5 separate regions of the Mus musculus genome follow, and regions 2, 3, 4 and 5 are each linked to region 1. The links are chromatin contacts, called in public HiCAR-type, HiChIP or PLAC-seq and promoter capture Hi-C maps. All regions are on one chromosome and are shown on one strand. The core of a region is the stretch at or near the end of the contact, and the rest is flanking DNA. Distances in the headings are between cores, read along the strand shown.

Region 1 (2,693 bases), core at 119-2,618:
CCTTCCTGGTTTTTACTTTATTTTATTTCTAGACAGGGTTTATCTGTTAGCTCTGGCTGTCCTGGAACTCACTTTGTAGATCAGGCTGGCCTCGAACTCAGAAATCCACCTGCCTCTGCCTCCCGAGTGCTGGGATTAAAAGCATGCGCCACCACGTTCGGCCCTGGTTTTTATTTTTTTTTCCTGTTTTTTGTTTTGTTTTTGAGACAGTCTTAAAATATGAAGCACTAGTGGCTTCAGTCTGGCTACACAGCCTAGGCTGTCATTAGTCTTAAAACATGCTCCTGTCTTAGCTCTCTAAGAGAGAGGACAGCTATGCGATCCACTATGCCGGGCTGTCTAGTGAGGAGGGTGTGGCTCAGAGAGTGACGTGCACACACACAGACATCCAGGCTACTGTCTGAACTGGGGTGATGGTGTAGTGAGCTGGGGAGGTCGCTCATACAACACAGGTCTTACGTTTGCATGGTGAGCTCCATCCGTGGTGAGTGAGAACACTGACCGGGCATGGTGAGACACATCTGTTACTTGAGCATTTTACAGCAGGATCAGAACCTCAAGGTCATCCTTGTCTACATAGAGAAGTTCAGACCCTACTAAAACCAAACAGGGTTAGCAAGCCTGTTCAGCCGGTTGAGGCTTTTTCTGTGAAGTCTGAGTTTGATCCCCTGGGGTCCACATGATAGCGAGAGAATTGACTCTAGCAAGGTATCCAATGTCCTCCCACACACAAAGTAAGAACTCCTCCCCCCCCCCCCCCCACGTCCAAGTAAAAACAAAACTAGAAAGCTAGAAAGTTGGTTAGTTGACTAGGAGCAAGTATTGCTTTTGTAGGGAACCCAAGTTCAGTCTAAGCCCTCTTCTCAACCAATAAACAACCACATGTATCTTTAGGGTCAAAGGATCTGGCCTTCTCCTCTGGACTCCAAGGACTGCAGCTACGTGCAAAATACAAAAAACCCCACAAGATACAGATACATACTAGAAAATAAAACCAACCGGGTAGTGGTGGCACAGGCTTTCTTTAATCCCCAGTACTTTGAGGCCAGCGTGGTCTACAGAGTGAATTTCAGGACAGACCAGCAGAAGTTACATAGGTACTCTGTCACACGCACACGCACACACACACACACGGCACACACACGACACACACCACACACACGGCAAGGGCAAAAAGAGAAAGAAAAGAAAAAAGAAGGAAAAGCCAGCAGACGAAACGACCTCATGCTCCAGCTAAAACTACAGTTCCCAGCATGCATTGCGCACACCCATCCCATTCTTAGCCCGATGACTGACTTCCCAGGATGCTCGTCAACAGCATTCTGTCTCTAATTGGCCAAGATACCTCAGCGCTTCCCCGCCTCCAGCCTCGTACCGCTGTGCGCCCAGGGAGCGGACATGGTGAGCAGGCCCTCTGGGATCCCCGGGGTGGAGAACGGCCTAACTGAGCTGAGAGGGTTCCCCAAACCGCGCGGGCTATTTGGAAGTGTCGTGTAGTCAGTGGTGCTGGACGCGTTGGGAGGTGAAGCTAGGGCTCTGGACTGGAGTGAGGGAGCTGGGATTGCAGCTATCTTTGCTTTCTGACAGGGTCCCATGTAGCCCAAGTTGTACTAGAACTTATTCGTAGCCTATGGGGACCTCGGACTTCTGATTCTCCTGGCTCTGGAGTGCTGAGATGTCAAACTTGTGCCACTATTCACGGCTTTCTGTTTGTCTTTTAAAATCTTTTTTTATTTTTCATTATTTTATTTATTTAAGTATGAATGTTTTGTATGTATGTCTGTCTACCGTGTGTGTGTGTGTGTGTGTGTGTGTGTGTGTGTGTGTGTGTGTGTGTGTGTGTGTGTGTGTGTGTGTGCTGTTCTTAGAGGCCAGAGAAGACATGTAGGATTCCCTGAGAGTGGAGTTAGAAAGGGCTGTGAGCTGCCAAATGGATGCTGGGAATTGAACCTGTGACCTCTGGAAGAGCAATCAGTACTCTTAAGCCCTGAGCTATCTCTCTAGCGTCCCAGTCCTTTTATTTTTTTCTATTTACCCATTAAAAATTATTTACAAAGGGTCTTACTTGTTGGTGTTGATGGGCAGTGATGGCAAATGCCTTTAATCTTAGCACTTGGGAGGCAGAGGCAGGTGAATCTCTGTGAGTTCGAAGCCCGCCTGGTCTACAGAGTGAGTTCTAGGACAGCCAGGGCTACACAGAGAAACCCTGTCTCAAAAAAATCCAAGCAAAATTGTACACCAGTACACCTGGCTGACAGATTTTTATATTGATCTGTATTTCATGTTAATTGGGTATGAAAGCAGAATGCAGGCAGGCAGCTCTAGTGGCACACAGTGTATATAATTAGATAATTACAGAAATGAGTGCTGTGTCGGCGGGAGCCTGACTTAGCTTCCTTCTGAAAGATTTGTGGAGCTGTGCTCTGAACTCTTCCTGGGATGGAGAGCTGGCGTCTATCATTTGGTAGAGTGCTTACCTAGCATGGACGGGGCTCCACCCCTGCACTGCACAAACTGGGTGTGGGTACACGCTATCACCCTAGCACTCAGGAAGTGGGGACAGGAGGACCAGCAGTTCAGGGTCACCTTCAGCTGTGTTCTGAGATCCAGACCAGCCTGGGCTATAGGAAATCAACCTATCTCTGGCCTTCCCTTCTTTCCTTGGTTTCTTTCTTCTTTCTTTCTGTCTTGTG
Region 2 (2,693 bases), core at 136-2,635, 440 kb after region 1:
AGCCCAGTGACCCAGACTTCTCTGTGCCAGGTGATCTGTCCCCTACCCAGGGCTGCACTGGGCAACTCAGCCTCTAGGCAAGCTGCCCCCTCAGGCCCTGCTACAATCCAGGCCTCCACACTCACACCTCAAAGGTGAGTGCTGGGCTCCCAGCACACTTCAAACGTTCCCGCTTCACCTACTTCTCCACACAGGCACCTCGGAAAGGAAGGCCAGCCCAGGCGTGTCCTCACTGGAAGCTAGAGCACAGCCTGTCCACCTGGGCAGCGCACCCTGTATCTTCAATGTGGGGCGTCTAGAGCCAGACCCATTCTGGCTCACCTGGGACTCCGGGAGGTGTCCCGGGACCGCCATGGTCAGGCTCTGCACCTCTCTAGGCTTTGAATCCGCACCTTTGCCTACAAGCGACAGTGGAGTCCAACTTCCACGCAAACCTCCAAAACCCCAACACCCCGCAGGGCATTAGGGTCCGACCCAACCTCTTCAAATTTGCAGCCACAATGAACCCACGTGTCCTGTTTCAAATCTCCAGCTTGGATACTTGGGACTCTGCGGCCCTAAGACCTGAAGCTGTCCTCCAGTGCCATGGTCTCACAGCCAACCCCGAAAGCTCACACCTGTCAGGTTTGTGTGACCCCAGAACTCCCGAGGCCTTACAACCCTCAGATGCTGTGCCTGCCCTGGGCATCCTGTGACCGCTCAAGTCCTAACTCCTGATCTCCCATACACCACCGACTCCCTAGTGAGCCCCTGATCCTGCACCCGATGAACCGCCACGTGACCCCAGCAACCCCTTGGCTCTTGTTTGACCCATTGATTTCCTGTCCCCTCAGGTATTCTGAGACCCCAAGCCCCCTTGGAGCTCTCAAGCTCATGCCCATGCCCTCTATCTCATGTGACCCCCCCACCAAGACCCTGGAACTCGAGTACCTCAATATATTCTGTCCTTTGTGTATTCTGTGACCCCAAAGGACCCTCAGGTCTCGCACACCCACAATCACACACCCTTCTGGTCTCGCGTGACCCCATGAGCCCCTTGATCTCGTGTGTACCCCTGAAATCCCGCACCATTTTGATCTCCAGTCACTCCCCGATCTCCTCGGGATCTCCTGTGTCCCCCCTGAAATCCCGCACCATTCTGGTCTCGCGTGACCCCATGGTCCCCGGTCCCGCGTGGCCCCGCACCGCGCACTCACTTCTCGCGCGCCTGCCCGTCCGAGGGCGCGCAGCCCTTGCTCGCCTTGCCGTACATGCTCCGCACCTGTCAGGCGCGCGTGGCCATCGCTGCCCGCGCCCCGATCCCCGCGGCCATGTCCGCGCGGGAGCTCCGGCCGCGGGTGGGTTCTCGCCGCGCTGCCCTCCCCGGGCTGTTCCGGGAAGCGCGCCACCGCCACCGCGCGCTCCCGCCGCTCTTAAAGTGGCAACGGCGGGAGCGCGGGTGGGCCCCCCCCCCGCGCGCGCGCTGGGAGCGCGCACGCGCAGAGCCCGCGGGGGCGGCACTGCCCACCAATAGGCTGCGCACCAATAAGTACAGACTTCAATACCTCCCCCCAAAGATATTCAAGCCCGGGACGCGCTCCAGCAGTTGCTATTTGTGCAATTGGGAAGCTGAGGCAGGGGGATGGCCGCGAGCTCCAAGCATACCTCGGCTGCGGAGCAAGACTCCCAGTTGTACAGATCTGGGGGTGGGGGTGGGGTGCTGTGGATATCTCCGTTTCGACTCAGGAACTGCACTAGGCTCTTGGGCTCACAGGATATGCGCCCATGACATTCTACTCCCAGGACACTCTCTGCGAGCCAATACAGCGCTGCGGGCTGTGAGGGGCCCTTTTGAGAGAGTTTCATATAGGCCAGGCTTGTCTCAAACACATAAAACAGATAACCCTGAAATTCTAATCCTCCTGCCTCAGCCTCCCTAGCGTTTGCACGACAGGCGTGTGCCACTTAGCCTGGTCTGTGTGCTGTGCACAGAGCCCGGTTTTTTTTTTTTTGTTTTTTTTTTTATGCATGCCAGCGTTGTAAGGACTGAACCCCAGACCAAGCACGTTTTGTTTGTTTTTCTGAAAGTGTTTCTTAACGCGGTAGACAGAGGCAGGAGGATCTCTGTGAATTCGAGGCCAGCCTGGTCTATATGGCGAGTTCCAGGACAGCAGCCAATACATAGTGAGACCCTGTCTCAAAGTCGGAGTAAAAACGGTGTCTCCTGTAGCCCAGGCTGACCTCCAGCTCTCTACTTCACTAAGGCTCCTTGAACAGGTGGTCCTCCTGCCTCCACCTCTGGGTGCACGCTGGGAATGAGAGCATGCTTCTTTCCCCCACTCCAGCGCAGACGCACGTGTATAACACGCGGCCCCGTGAGAGCACGAGGGGTCGTGGCGCATGGGCGTCGGGAAGCATCCAGGCTAAGGCTTGCTATCGCTGCAAGTGTCCCCGGTTGGACACGACGGGTTTAGTGGGGACTTGCTGGAGATTGCGCACAGGTGGGTCGTCAGCACCCGGTGGCGCAGTCATGAGCTCAGGTTTCCTGTGTGAGTGTGACAGCATGCAGGTCACCACGGCGCTAAGTCTCGCGTGGTGTCCCTGGTGCAGGCAGATCCCCTAGCCCGGGCCTCCCCGCCCCCACCCTAGTGGGCGGGCGGGAAGCCGAGCCGCCGTGGTTCCAGGCGCTCAGGAAAGGCTGCCGGGGCGCGCCC
Region 3 (2,693 bases), core at 96-2,595, 400 kb before region 1:
AGGCTAGCCTCAATCTGCCAACCTCTTCCTCCCAAGTGCTGGGTTAAAAGTAGACTGACCAACCAACCCAGCAAGAACTATAATTTTTAACAACAAAAAACAAAACAAAACAAAACCATGCAGGGCAGTGGGAGACAATGCCTTGAATCTTGGCACATGGAAGGCAGAGAGAAGCAGGTGTATGGCTATGATTTCAAGGCCAGCCTCTACAGAGTGAGTTTTAGGCCAAAGCAGACCTAACAAAAAACAAAATAAGCAAAAAAGACAACAACAAAACCCCAACCAAACAAAAAGCAAACACAAAATAGTGATACCCCATAAATATGGCGATAGGAAGCTTCAGAACTGAACGTCATGTTTCCTCAATCTGCACTAAGATTTAAATAATCACAATATAAATCCTAACAACTTATGAAAAATTAAGAAACTGATTCTCAAGTTTATGTGGAGAGTGGAAAAAAACGAAAATGGTCCACACAATTCCAAAGAAACAGCACACAGACTTAAAGTGTATATATATAGTTATAGATATTATATATACACATGTTATATACACACACATATATATATGGGGTGTGTGTGTGTGTGTACCTTTTTTTGACAAAGTAGCAAAGGAAACTCAACAAAGGGCAGAATAGCAAAAGGTTATTAGCAGAACCGATGTCTATAGACAAGAAATTAAATAGAGTTTCACAATGTTGGGGCTGGAGAGATGGTTTAATGGTTGGGAAAACCGGCTGCTCTTCCAGAGGACCTGAGTTCAATTCCTAGTACCAACATGGCAGCTCAACAACAGTTCCAGAGGATCTGACATCCTCACAAAGACATACATACATTTTGGCAAAATACCAATGCACAAAAAATAATAATTTTTTTAAAGTTTAAAATTCACAGTATTAACTCAAGTTGATTGCTTTGACCTAAATGTTACATGAAAATTCAGAACTTCTAGAAAGTAGCAGAAACTAGATGACCTATTGTTTTACAACCTTCTGATGAGATACCCAAAGCAGGACTGTATAAAACGCCTGCCCCAGACAGAGCACCGACTCTTTCCTGCGCGAGGCGGAGCCTCCGCAGGGAGGCTCCGCGCTCTGCGCAGGCGCGGACCACGGCGAAGAGGACACAGGGCCCAGCGCCACACAGCACTGAATGCCGCTGCCGCCCCGCCCCAGCCTCGGGGAGGATCCACCACAGCGGGCAGGGACAGCGGCCCTTGCTCACCATGGCGCGGCTTCCGAACTCGCCCGCGCTCTCCTCACTGGTCCCGGCAGCAGCGCTCACAGCACAACACACCGCACCTCCCTGTGCCGCAGAGCCGAGCCACAATATGGCGGCCGTGAAGAACCCGCCTCTTGCCGCTCTCCAGTAGTCCTGATTAGACGGCACGGTTCTAGAACCTGATTGGCTACCAAAGCCTGAGTGACACTAGCTTCCAAAGCCGAAGTGTGGGATTCAAATGACAGCCATAGCCCCGCCCTCCTTGCTTCTAAGCAGAACTAGCTTCTCCCTGGTAAAGCAGTACTCCATCACCAAGTCGTCACTGTGCACACCGAGTGCTCATTGCAGCAATCCTGCTGCCTCACAATTAGAAAGGTGCTCAGGTCAGTTTTAATTAGAAGGTCAAATTATAACTGGACATGATGTTCTCCAGGCATCAGGAATTTGAGTAAGGAACATCTATGGTTTATACATCTGTCCCAGGTTGCACATTAACACAAGTATTCATTTCCTCTATTTTCATAGCATGTGTGTTCTTCCAGTTAAGATCTCTATCCAGCCGGGCAGTGCAGGCAGTGGTGGCACACACCTTTAATTCCAGCACTTGGGAGGCAGAGGCAGGCAGATTCCTGAGTTCGAGGCCAGAGTGGTCTACAGAGTGAGGACAGCCAAGGCTACACCAGAAACCCTGTCTTGAAAAAACCAAAACAAACAAACAAACAAAAACCAAAAACCTCTCTATCCTTCCATCTCACCCCCGTTTCTCCTCTCCAGGCCTCTACAGACATTCTAATTTAAACAAAAGCAAAAAGAAAAAGAAAAAGAAAATTGAAGACGTGGGTCAAGGAAATGACTTAGTAGGTTAAGCATGAACATAGTAGAAGAAGACCAACTCAGGAAAGTTGTCCTCTGGCCTCCACAAGTGTGTTCTTCACACACACATAAATATACACAGACACACACACACGTACATAGCCACTAAATCATCAGAACATTTTATTATTTAATTTTTGGTTTTTTGAGTTAGAGTTTCTCTGTGTAGCCCTAGCTATCCTGGTGTTTTTGTTTTTGTTTTTTGTTTTTTTGTTTTTTTCCAAGACAGGGTTTCTCTGTATAGCCCTGGCTATCCTAGAACTCACTCTGTAGACCAGGCTAATCTCAAACACAGAGGTCTACCTGCCTATGCTTCACGGGTGCTGGGAAAAAGGCGTTCACCCATTTTTACTAAAGAAGAAGTGGGGGAGTACTGGCAGTAGAAACAATAAGAAGGAAAAACCCAGCAAAGCTAATGGAGTCAATGAACAGATCAGTGAGTGGTGTTCAGTCGTGTAATGATTAGTCTTGATTGTCAAAGTGATAGGAGCAACCCTCCAGCATGTATGTAAGGGTGTTTCTAAATAGGGTAGTTGAGATAGGAAGGCTCTTCCTAAAAGTGGGCAGTATCATTACCTAGACCACAATCAAGGACCGAC
Region 4 (2,693 bases), core at 107-2,606, 360 kb before region 1:
TAGAGGTGAGTGGTTCTGAGCAGTGGCCCTGGCCCAGCCTGGCCCAGCTCAGCCACAGACCCAGCTCAGCCTGCTTCCTTCTTGACAGTTCAAGCTGGTCATCGGCCAGGTCCTGGCCCTGGACTTCTGCCTGGCACTCCTGGCTGACCGTGTCCTACAGTTCTTTTTGGGGACTCCGAAGCTGAGAGTGCCTTCCTGAGAAGATGGTGCTGGTATCCACTGCCTACCCTGGCTGCCACTGAACAGGAAAACCGCCGCTGCCCCAGGAGGGAGCACTGCTCCCATCTCCACAGTGAGGCAGCCCTGCCTTGCTCTTGGAAGACTGAGTTGGGACCCTTGTGGGCATCCGCTGGCCGGGCTAGTAGAAGAGTCCTGGCTAGCACCTTTGGTAAATAAATCGGCGTCTGCAATTTTATAAAGCTTGCTGCCACTTATATCTGTGCCACACAGGGCCCCCTGGGAATTGGAGGGGCCAGGTGGTCACTCAAGGGCCTAGGATTACCACAGGCCCAGAGGAGAGAGACACCCTCTGCGGGCGTTCCTGGACCTAGGACCTCAGGTTTTCTAGTGTCGTGCACATCCTCTCTCTTGTCAGGCGCACTGTCACTGGCCACCGTGGATAGCCTCCTTACATGCATGGAGGTCACAGTGCAAGGTGTTTGTGGCCTTGCCTGCCCTAAAACCACTGACTGCTTTGAAAGGGAGCCGACCACCTCAGGAGCCTCACCCACTTAGACAGTGGTTTGCACTTTTACTTGAAGATTTATTCTCTCTTCATGCTGAACCAGAAAAGAAGACATCAGATCTCATTATAGATGGTTGTGAGTCACCATGTGGTTGTTAGGGATTGAACTCAGGACCTCTGGAAAAACAGACAGTGCTCTTAACTGCTGAGCCATCTCTCCAGCCCTGGTGTGCATCATTAATCTCAGCAGGCAGAGGCAGGGGATCTCTGAGTTGGAGGCTAATCAGTCCCACACACCAAATAAACCAAGCCAGGCCACATAGTGAGACACTTGTCTCCAAAACAACAAAACAAACAAAATAAGCCTGCCCTGGAGATTTGGGGTTTATTGCAGTCCTTCATTGCAGTTCTTCACAGGAGTGCCCTGGATCTAAAAGCCTAGGCGGGGAGTTAAATCTAGTCGCTGGGTGTGGAATGTTCTGGGGCAGACATCCCCGGCTTGCTGGAAGAGTGCTACAGGGACTTAGGGTGCTACAGAAATCTACAGAAGGGACCCCTGGCTCGCTGGGGCTCCTCTACTGGGGTAAACTCTGGAAGCTAGTCAAATGCGATGGCGACTTCCGGGAGGGGCGTGGTCGTCTCGAGGCGTGGCATAGCTGGGGCGGGGCGACACCACTGGGTCGGCAGAGGCAGGAAATCGGGCTGGTCCCGGGCGGCGCGCAGCCCTGTCCCTTTCTCAGCATTGCCGCGCGTTCCCCACCCCACCCCCTGCCCCCGGGCATCGCCATGGACTCAGCGGAGACAGGTACGGGGTGGGGACCGAAGGGGGGGGGCCTCCCACCACCGCTCCTCAGTTCCTAAACCAGAAAACCCAACTTACCCCTGAGCTATCTGACAGCCGGGAAAGGAGTACTGACAGGGGAAGGAACGAGGGGATCCCCGAGCACCTTGGAGACCCCTGAAGCGCACAGTGCTCACGACGCCAGCCTTCAGCCCTCGGATTGCCCGCCAGAGCGGGCACCCCGGATGCCTGGGGGAAGGGGCCCAGGAAGGGGAAGTGGCCGCTTCTGCTTCTGATCGTAGGATGGATGGGGGCAGGGTGTCATGGCCAATATTCCTGCAGGTAGCCCCGAGGCATCAGGCTAGGGGGCGGCGGCAGAATTGTGGCTAGAACTGGGTTATGTTTCCGGCTGTCTTTGTGTATCGAGTGTCATTCAGTCCTGTCCCTCGTGGTTTCAGCGGTACTCGCGTGTGTTTATACCGCAGGCTAAGTGCCTGTGTGTCCCACGTGCTTTTCCATCTGTCTGGCCTGGGGTCCATGTGGCTCCATTGTCAAGCCAGCCCTCTACTCCAGCATTCATATGGCAGCTGCATCTGTTTCCTTCCTTTGCTTATGGGTCCTCCCATGCATGGTGTCCCTGTGGCTGTGAGCAAACGCTTCTCTGAGATTTTACCTGGATCCATCTGTGGAATCAGAAATGACCCCACCGAAGCGCTCTCTCTCTCTCTCTCTCTCTCTCTCTCTCTCTCTCTCTCTCTCTCTCTCTCTCTCTCTCTCTCTCTCTCTCTCTCTCTCTCTCTCTCTCTCTCTCTCTCTGTCCCCCTCCCTCCCCCCTCCTTCTCTCCCCTCTCCGCCCGCCCCCCTTCCCACCTCTGCTTGAGAGTGGTTGTTGAGGTACATTCGGATTGCTTTGCCACTACTAATGGGTGGAGAGAGACACTGGTTGGCTCATGTTTTCTTACACTTCCCTCCCCCAGAGCTAACCCCAGCTCCTGAGGGCAGGAAGAGATACAGTGACATCTTCCAGAGCCTGGACAACCTCGAGATATCATTGGGGAACGTGTGAGTCTGAGCCTGTGTCACCACATTGGGCAGAGCTCCCTAATTATTTGGGTATCATGCTGCCCCACATCCAGACACCCTGACTTCCAACCTCCTGAGCCTAAGACAGGAGCCCCCCCCTCCAAACAACTGGGCCCTCTGGTATTCTAGATACATAGGTATTTG
Region 5 (2,693 bases), core at 96-2,595, 350 kb after region 1:
ATTTTAATTCCAGAGATTTTGTTCTAGATCAGGTATCAGTCCTGGTCTGGGACTGAACTGGAAGCATGCAGAAGCCCTGGGTCCTTCAGGGCTTAAGGTCAGTTTGGGCTGTACATACTGAGTTTTGGGCCACCCTAAGATGCATGAAACCCTATTTTAAAACAGAAGCCTGGTGTGACAGCTCATGTTTGCCATCCTGGCACTCAGGTGACTAGAAGACTGTTGTAAGTTTAAAGTTAATTTGCGCTACATAATGAGTGGGAGACGAGATTGAGACACATAAGACTGTCTAAATAAATACGTGCTGGAGAGATGACTCAACGGTCAAGAGCACTGACTGCTCTTCCAGAGGTCCTGAGTTCAACTCCCAGCAATCACATGGTGGCTCACAACCATCTGTAATGGGAATCCAGTGCCCACTTCTGCTTTGTCTGAAGACAGCGACAGTTTATGTATGCACATACGTGAAATAAACAAATAAGAGTCAGGTGTGGTGAATGCCCTGCCCGTGCACAGTGCTAGAGAAGACAGTAAGAGCAGAAGTTTCAGGTCACTTTTGCTTTGTGAGTTACAGACTAGCCTGGAACAAATGAGACCCTAATCCAAAACAAGACTCAACACAAGCAGATGAGGTAACTCACGCTTGTCATCCCAGTACTTTAGAGACTGAGGAAGATGCATTTCAAGGAGACAGAGGCCCCAGTCTGGGCTGCTATCTCAAAATTTTAATGACTCTCTTTATAGTTGGGTGGCCGAGGCAGGATGATTACCAGGAACTGGAGGCTAATTTGAGCTATCATCTAAAGAAACACTAACTCTCCCCCAGGAATGTCAGGCTGACTGGAATGGCTCTGAGCCTCAAGGTCACAGTAGGAGCACAAGGAGCCGTCCGGCCCGAGTCCTCTAAACGGACTTCAACTCTTCCGGCCAAACTCTGAAGGAGAAACAACAACAACAAAAGAACCAAACCAGATAAGGCGTGACTCAAACAAACACGGGGTCCCCGCCCCTTTGAGCGGGGAAACTGAGGTACACGCGCACCCCAAGCCGCTCAGGGCTCCAGGTCACACAACTAGGGTTTCCATCTAGATTGGCCCGCGCTATCGCTGCGAATCCGGGAAAACTGAGGCTGTGTCCCCGAGCTAGGATGGGCCCTCCCTCCCCTCCGTGGCCTCCTGACGCCCCGAGTTCCCGCCCTGCCCGGCCCCGGCGGCTCCAGCCTCGGCACCTGCACATCTGGCGGCCTGGCTCGCGCTTCCGGGAGGGCGCCCTAGCGCTTACGTCATCATAGAGCGTCCACGAGCGCCCCCTGTCCTGGCGCCTAGGAGCCTGCGCGTACTCACCGCGAGGAGGCGGGAGGACCAAATTGTAGAAGCCCTAACGTGAACGCCAAAAGGATGAGCAATCGCAGCACTAGATACGCGCACGCGCTGTGTCCCAAACATGGCTTTTAAGCAATCCGGAAGTGGGCAATTAAATGTATTATTTATCAATCCAGTGTTACACAAGGAAACCCTATCTCGAAAAGTAAACAAAAAGACAAGGTCATATGTACTCAGGCTGGATTCCAGCTCGCCATGGAGCCTAGGTTACCCTTAAAATCCTGGTCATCCTGAAATGGCGTGTACGCCATTGTATGCCACCATGTGTGACTTTCAGATTTTTGAGGTATCGCTGTAGCCCAGGCTGGCCTGGTACTCGGTATTGTGAGAAATAATCCCCTCTCTCTAATAAAGAGTCTGGTGAAAGAGATGCAGGGATTTGACTTGTTTTGTTTGGGTTTTTCTAGACCGTTTCTCTGTGTAACAGAGCTCTGCCTGTTCTGGACTTGCTTATTTAGACCAAGCCAGACTCGAACTCATAGAGATCTACCGGCCTCCTGAGTGGTCGGATTGAAGGCCTGTGCCACCAGGACCGGCCAGTTTTGGTTTTATGAAACAAGATTTCTCTTTTTATCTCTGGTTTTTCTGGGACTTTTTCTGTACGTCCAAATAAGAGAAACCGTTTTTAATATGCCTTCTGCAAAAAAAGGATTTCAGCATAGAAAAAAAGGCAGAGGCTGGCATGCTGATTTCTTGCAAACAAGGCAGTATTTGATTTCTTTTTTTCTTCTCCTACTCCTTTCTTTGTGTAGTCCCGGCTGTCCAGGAATGCCCTTTAGTGTTTTGAACAGGTTGCTCTTTAACTCAGAGATCTGTCTTTCTCTGCCTCCTCTGTGCTGGGATCAAAGGTATGTACTACTATGGCCAGCTAACGTAGTAGTTTTTTTTTTTTTTTTTAAGATTTATTTATTATATGTAAGTACACTGTAGCTGTCTTCAGACACTCCAGAAGAGGGAGTCAGATCTCATTACGGATGGTTGTGAGCCACCATGTGGTTGCTGGGATTTGAACTCCGGACCTTCGGAAGAGCAGTCGGGTGCTCTTACCCACTGAGCCATCTCACCAGCCCCCCGTAGTAGTTTTTAAAGTCCTGATCATAAGTAACCTCAGGCTTTTTCCCATAACTGGATACTCAGAGAGTTACAATCTTTGTATACCTTACCATAGTCTTTAAATTCCCCATTCTATTCCAGGGATTTAAAATCTTATCAAATGAGTCGTCTAGGCTTGAGCCTGACTATTCCTTCTCTGATTGTGGCATGGGTCACATAGTACAGTGCCTGTAACTTTACAACTATCCTGGGTGCTAA

The links. HiCAR-type assays count read pairs that join an accessible place to other places. HiChIP or PLAC-seq counts read pairs in DNA pulled down with a chosen protein or histone mark. Capture Hi-C pulls out chosen DNA fragments and counts their contacts.
Region 2: a contact with region 1 is called in a promoter capture Hi-C map of adipose tissue. The contact joins the promoter of Ssbp4 here to the promoter of Tmem161a in region 1. A contact is called at or near these places in 1 of 115 datasets of contacts at active chromatin or transcription factors (pancreatic cancer cells) and 2 of 9 other capture datasets (adipose tissue and liver).
Region 3: a contact with region 1 is called in a FOXA1 HiChIP or PLAC-seq map of pancreatic cancer cells. The contact joins the promoter of Zfp866 here to the promoter of Tmem161a in region 1. A contact is called at or near these places in 2 of 39 promoter capture datasets (pre-B cells and stem cell-derived epiblast-like cells), 2 of 115 datasets of contacts at active chromatin or transcription factors (bone marrow-derived macrophages and pancreatic cancer cells) and 2 of 9 other capture datasets (adipose tissue and liver).
Region 4: a contact with region 1 is called in a promoter capture Hi-C map of liver. The contact joins the promoter of Gmip here to the promoter of Tmem161a in region 1. A contact is called at or near these places in 6 of 39 promoter capture datasets (3T3-L1-derived adipocytes, HPC-7-derived erythroid cells, fetal liver and 3 more), 3 of 115 datasets of contacts at active chromatin or transcription factors (bone marrow-derived macrophages and effector CD8 T cells) and 5 of 9 other capture datasets (adipose tissue, embryonic stem cells, liver and 2 more).
Region 5: a HiCAR-type map of astrocytes shows a contact between it and region 1, with 2.3 times the contacts expected there. The contact joins the promoter of Kxd1 here to the promoter of Tmem161a in region 1. A contact is called at or near these places in 2 of 115 datasets of contacts at active chromatin or transcription factors (astrocytes and pancreatic cancer cells) and 3 of 9 other capture datasets (adipose tissue, liver and pancreatic islet).

The regions. Positions count from the first base shown.
Region 1 is chr8:70,171,040-70,173,732 of GRCm38.p6, forward strand. It overlaps Tmem161a (transmembrane protein 161A), which reads left to right and starts at 1,369. Exons shown (of 12, transcript NM_145597.4): 1 at 1,369-1,401. The coding sequence starts at 1,399.
Region 2 is chr8:70,606,929-70,609,621 of GRCm38.p6, forward strand. It overlaps Ssbp4 (single stranded DNA binding protein 4), which reads right to left and starts at 1,386. Exons shown (of 18, transcript NM_001372473.1): 1 at 1,197-1,386. The coding sequence starts at 1,252.
Region 3 is chr8:69,773,566-69,776,258 of GRCm38.p6, forward strand. Zfp866 (zinc finger protein 866) reads right to left here and starts at 1,346. Exons shown (of 4, transcript NM_177899.3): 1 at 1,225-1,346. The coding sequence starts at 1,227.
Region 4 is chr8:69,807,331-69,810,023 of GRCm38.p6, forward strand. It overlaps Gmip (Gem-interacting protein), which reads left to right and starts at 1,357. Exons shown (of 21, transcript NM_198101.1): 1 at 1,357-1,490; 2 at 2,444-2,528. The coding sequence starts at 1,472. It overlaps Atp13a1 (ATPase type 13A1), which reads left to right. Exons shown (of 26, transcript NM_133224.2): 25 at 1-5; 26 at 89-419. The coding sequence ends at 199.
Region 5 is chr8:70,521,835-70,524,527 of GRCm38.p6, forward strand. It overlaps Kxd1 (KxDL motif containing 1), which reads right to left and starts at 1,346. Exons shown (of 5, transcript NM_029366.2): 1 at 1,229-1,346.